Linked DNA regions of Pan troglodytes: region 2 is linked to region 1. The links are chromatin contacts, called in public Hi-C maps. All regions are on one chromosome and are shown on one strand. Each heading gives the region's core, a stretch centred on a gene start, on an enhancer-like site or on the middle of the called end of the contact. The rest is flanking DNA. Distances are from core to core; before and after follow the strand shown. Region 1 overlaps ITPR1 (inositol 1,4,5-trisphosphate receptor type 1). Region 2 has its middle 47 kb from the start of BHLHE40.

The links. A called contact is a pair of places that touch in the nucleus more often than the background predicts.
Region 2: a contact with region 1 is called in a Hi-C map of stem cell-derived neural progenitor cells, with 2.1 times the contacts expected there. The contact joins two enhancer-like sites. A contact is called at or near these places in 2 of 7 Hi-C or Micro-C datasets (blood and stem cell-derived neural progenitor cells).

What each region holds. Positions count from the first base shown.
Region 1 is chr2:8,867,408-8,870,107 of NHGRI_mPanTro3-v2.0_pri, reverse strand. All of the region lies in intron 60 of ITPR1 (inositol 1,4,5-trisphosphate receptor type 1), which reads right to left. Among named protein-coding and RNA genes, the nearest start is that of BHLHE40, 150 kb to the left of the region's middle. Within about 2 kb of position 1,302, at least 2 of the 24 cell types and tissues checked have an H3K27ac peak or open chromatin away from gene starts, as enhancers often do. A contact at or near this core is called in stem cell-derived neural progenitor cells, where this site is marked.
Region 2 is chr2:9,062,373-9,065,160 of NHGRI_mPanTro3-v2.0_pri, reverse strand. No RefSeq gene overlaps it. Among named protein-coding and RNA genes, the nearest start is that of BHLHE40, 47 kb to the right of the region's middle. Within about 2 kb of position 1,435, at least 18 of the 24 cell types and tissues checked have an H3K27ac peak or open chromatin away from gene starts, as enhancers often do. A contact at or near this core is called in stem cell-derived neural progenitor cells, where this site is marked.

The DNA.
Region 1 (2,700 bases), core at 53-2,552:
ACTTCAAGGGGCATTCTGGGAATCGTATTTGGCAGGCAGCACAGGCTGTATCCTCACCCATGGTTAAGGGCTTGTCAGAGCCCAGGTGACATTTTAACCAATGCTCGTGGCCTCCCAGGTTAGGCCACAAGGAAAGCTGCTGCTCAGCACTATCAATGCTGAAATATCAATATTCTAGGAACATACCTAGGCACTCCTTTCCTGCCAGCATCCTCACTGGAATTCAGAATAAAAGCCCAAACCCATCATCGTGCATCTGCACGAAGCAGAAGGTGTCCACGGCACTTTATCAACAGCCAGGAGCTGCCTGCTTCATGCACAGAGGAGGTGCACAGGCAGGCAGAAAGGTCAGACCAGGGTTAAGTGCACGCCCTGTTGGACTCGCCCTTCCTCTCTCCTGCACCTAAGTGCTGTCTGGCAGGGACTCCAACTTCTGATTTCCTTAAAGTGAGACGCCCCATGATGGCTGTGTGAATTTTTATGCTCATTTCTTGGCTCCGGTCACTGCTGCCACCATCTTTTCCCCCACACCTAGGTCCTTACTCTTATCTAATTATGATCTGCAGGTAACTGTACTCCCACCAGCCCCTGCACTTGGTTCCTTGCATTGCCTCTGGCTGGAAGCTGTTGTCCCCAACTTCAGAAAGTGTCTGCAGATTTCACAGGCTCTCTCTTGGGTCAAGGTAAGACTTCAGCCAGTTCCCCTTTTAAACAGAAGGTAGTGACACGCAGGTATTAAGTTTCCATTTTGATCTTTTGCCCTTGTTAACACGTTGCTTTCTGTATTTGCTTCCTGTGTCATCAAATACAGATAAACACAAGGGCCAGATGTCCTACTGCTTTTGAATCTTCTCATAATGTTTCCTCATAGATGTTTAGTAGCACTGAATTAGCTAATAGAACTTATTTGCTTGGAAATGTTACCCAGGAGGTGCTGGCAGGCAAAAAGGCTCTTTTGCGTGTTACTTTTTTTTGAAGCAAATTACCCGCAGCTCTCAGGAAAGCATTTTCCAGGAATGCGGGCTCCTGGACTCTCCCCTCCTATGCAAAAGCACCCCACCACCTTCTGAGAGCATCCCACTTGCTGCCACATTGAGCCTACTTTTGATCTGGAAAATTGCTCCTTTGCTTCTGGATCCTGTATAGCTAATTTCTGAAGAGGTCAAGTGAACTAACCCGTAATGGAACAAACTGGAAAATCTCCAATGGAATGTTGAGGGCAAGGAAGAGGGAGCAGGAGAGGCAAAGAGAGAAAGTAGGGAGGTGTCTACCCCCACTGTGAGAAAAACTCAGCACCAGGCTTAAAGGATGATGGAGCAGACATTCTCATGTGTAATTATTAGGGAGTTAAACTCATTCAGATGAGTCACCTGGGTGTGGACGCTCCAGTCTGGCTGTGGTTCTAGTGAATCGTCCTTCTCCTTTTACTTCGACACCTCTCAAATCTGGCCACCAAAGGACATGTCATTCCCTGTTTCAAGCTAAGGTGAGGGTAGTGAAGTTTCTCATATTTCAGCAGGTCAAAATTAACATATATTTCAGATACATCCTTTGCAAGGGCTGCACTTGATACCCTTTCCTGAACTCCTGCCATCTCAACAACCCCTAGGGTTTTGAAGTGGTTGTCTGAGCAGTGGTTGCTGGCGGCAGCAGCTCTGAAAGTCACACCCCATCTAACTCCTGTCTTACTGATTTATGCATGAGCCAGTCAGTATCCCCGGGAGATCCTCTTTCCCACTCTCCTCTCTACCCGCAAAGGGGCCTTTCCTGCATCTTGCCTCTTTTAAAGGAGGCTAATGCAGTATCACTCGGGGTCGGGGCTGGGAGATAAGCCAGTCCAAGTCTAAGATGCGCCAGTCCAAACCAGATGCCGCCAGCCAGCCAATGGCTGCAGCCTGACAGGAGGGCTGTGTGCATGTGCACACAGGTAACCACATGTGGATATGTGGGTCAGGACAACCTGAGGGTGGGTTCTGGTTCAGCAGCTCTGGATTTCAGTCTTGGCTCTAGCACCTCCCAGCGCCGCGACCCTGCAAAAGTTGCTCAACCTTCCTGAGCTTTAGGTTCCCATCTATAAAGTGTTAATAGTGCCACCGACTATGCCGTGATGAGGATTGAGTGAGATCACGCACATACAGTGTTTATTTCATGCACACTGATTACACACGACCTATTCCTTACTATCCAATCTGCCCTTCCCGGGGTAAAGCAGAGCCCAGCACAGACCGCTCCTCCAGAAACGGCAGCGCTGGTGCATTCCAGAACACCGTAGCTACCATGGGGGGGCAGGTTCTCCCCCGATATTTCACTGTCCACGTTAGTCAACGAATATGCTGTCCTAGAGAAGTAGCCAGAGTAGACCAAGGTATCGGGACCTTCTGAAATGTAGATGGACAGTGTTCTATCTGATCAGGCCGTCTTTATATGCAATTCACTCAAAAACACACCTCTGAAAATACGAGAGTTATGTTAACATGGCAGAATTCCAACATATAGAAGTGAAATCTATAATTAGCAGAAGACATGTCTTATATTTTTTTCATTTGTACAAACGTATGGGGTATATATGAAATTGTGTTACATGTATGTTGTGCCTAGTGATCGAGTCAAGGTATCTAGGGCATCCATCACCCAAGCACCACACATTTTTGTTAATTATAGTCATTCTACTCTGCTATCAAACATATTCCTTCTACCTAA
Region 2 (2,788 bases), core at 186-2,685, 190 kb before region 1:
ATACTCCCTGAAAGACTTGGGGTCTGGAACCACACTTGGAGCTGCTGCTGGGATGCAGTGATGGAGAAAGGGCTCGCAGGAGCGCAAGGCCGCAGAGAGGAGTCGTCAACTATGTGAAGACTTCCGGCTTTAAAAAGCATGGGGGTTGTTGCTGGGTGCGGTGGTTCACACCTGTAATCCCAGTACTTTGGGAGGCCAAGGCGGGCGGATCGCTTGAGGTCAGTTCAAGGCCAGTCTGGCCAACATGGTGAAACCCTGTCTCTACTAAAAATACAAAAATTAGCCGGGCATGGTGGCCCACGTCTGAAGCCCCAGCTACTCGGGAGGCTGAGGCAGGAGAACCGCTTGAACCCTGGAAGCGGAGGTTGCAGTGAGCTGAGATTGGGCCACTGCACTCCAGACTGGGCAACAAGAGCGAAACTCCATCTCAAAAACAAAACAAAACCAAAGCATGGAAATTGTACAGTGAGCTTCAGTGCGAATTCCGGTCGTGACTTGGTCTTAGAATAGCTGAGGGACTATGGACAGGTACCCTGCCCTCTCTGAACCTCAGTTTCCCGGTCTGCTTTATGAAAAGAGTGGCCTCTGGCCGGGCGCGGTGGCTCACGCCTGCAATCCCAACACTTTGGGAGGCCGAGGCTGACGGATCATGAGGTCAGGAGATCAAGACCATCCTCGCTAACATGGTGAAACCCCGTCTCTATTAAAAATACAAAAAAAAAAAAATTAGTAGGGTGTGGTGGCGGGCGCCTGTAGTCCCAGCTACTCAGGAGGCTGAGGCAGGAGAATTGCTTGAACCCGGGAGGTGGAGGTTGCAGTGAGCCGAGATCGCGCCACTGCACTCCAGCCTGGGCGACAGAGTGAGACTCTGTCTCAAAAAAAAAAAAGAAAAGGGCGGCCTCTAACATTCCAGGGCGCGCCCCGCCCCCACCCCTCCCCAAGCCTCTGGGAGGTTCCAGGAGGGATTTCAGAGCAACTCTTCCGTTTGCCAGCAGAAGGCGATGGAGACCAGCCTTGGCTGGACCACTTCCACCCCAGAGGCTCTTCACCGCCTCCCCATCCAGACCCAAGGTTCCCTAGTGGTCCGGACGGTTTCCTTGGCAGCGCTGGCACCAGGTATCTCAGGCCACCCAGGCTGTCCCAGGGAGGGGCTGGAGGCACCGAGAGCCCTTCAGATTGACCCAGACACGTGGCCAGGTTGAGATGCTGGGATTCTCCCAAACCCAGTCTGGGAGGAGCTGGGGAGAAAGAAGAACGGGTTTGGGCAAAGACACTTCAGCCCCTCCCCCCACACCCCCCGCTGGGCCTTTCGGTGGGAAACCACCCAGGAGCTGTTGACTTCTCACAGGGAAAGCCGGGCGGGGGTGGCCGGAAGGGAGCAAGACGGAGAGAGCGCTGCGCCAGCTCCCCGGGGACCGCCTGCCTGCAGGCGCGAGCCGGCGCTTGCATCAGCGCCTGCCAGGGCAGGGGCAGGGACCGCGGCCACCGGCGACGTCAGTCTCTTTCCCAGAAGAATTCCACTTCCTGCGGCCGGGGCCCGGCTGTGAGGGGGCGGGGTGGGGGGGTGGGTTGGTTTCGCAGGATGACACCACTCGTTTACTGCATCTCCTCGGTCACACACTGTTGTCTAGGAGACCAAGAGCATCCTGGCCGCCTCAGTGAGGCTAACCCGCCCCCGGGAAGTGACCCGGGGCACGGCCCACTCAGGAAGCCACTGGCTCTAGGGTGCAGGCCCCAGGAGACGAGGCCACCCACTACAGGTCCTGGATTCTGCCCTGAAGGCACCCGGTGGCCCACCTTCCATATTGTACCTGATTGTCAAGTTTTCAAAGCACACTCGCCTGAGGGTGTTAGAAACAAGCCAGAGAAAACTAGAGCCCAGAGAAGAGCCCTAGGATAGCCTGTAACTGGGAGAGCTGACTTTTCAAGCCTCTGTGATTTGGTTTGGTTTGAGTTGGGTTTTTTCTTACCTTTCTTGCCATAGATCAGGGTCTCACGAACCTCTTAAGAGTCAATGGCCCATCCACTATCAGTGAAGCAATATATATATTTTTTTGTTTGTTTATTTGTTGCTGTTGTTTGAGACAGAGTCTTGATTTGTCACTCAGGCTGCAGTGCCGTGTCTCGATCTTGGCTCACTGCAACCTCCGCCTCCCTGGTTCAATCCATTCTCTTGTCCCAGCCTCTCCAGTAGCTGGTATTACAGGTGCATACCACCACGCTCAGCTAATGTTTCTTTTTTTATATATATATTTTTAATAGAGACAAGGTTTCACCATGTTGGCCAGGCTGGTCTCGAACTCCTGACCTCAAGTGACCCACCTGCCTTGTCCTCGCATAGTGCTGGGATTACAGGTGCGACCCACCACACCTGGCTGCAATGTTTGTTTTAATTACTTTTGGCAAGTATTTCCTGAGTACCCCGAGCGTGCCAGGTGAAGAGAGACGGATAATAACAGCGCTAGCCAGCACGTATTAAGCCTTGCAAAGCTGCACCGGCATGAACTTGTGGCTTCAACACAACCTTATGAGGTAGGTGTTATCCCCATTTTACAGAGTAGAATACCCAGTTAATGTGAGACCAGCTGGGAAGTAAAATCAAATCTGAGTCCTAAACTAGAAGTCTTTACCATTACCAGGCAGCCTTGCAAAACATCAATTAACATGACAGACATGGCCCTTTTTCTTTGGAATTGATGCATTTTTACTGCATTTTTAAAACCATGCATTTAATCTTGAATTATGTGTTAATAATGTGAGATGAGGATAAAAGTAATTCCAAATAAGA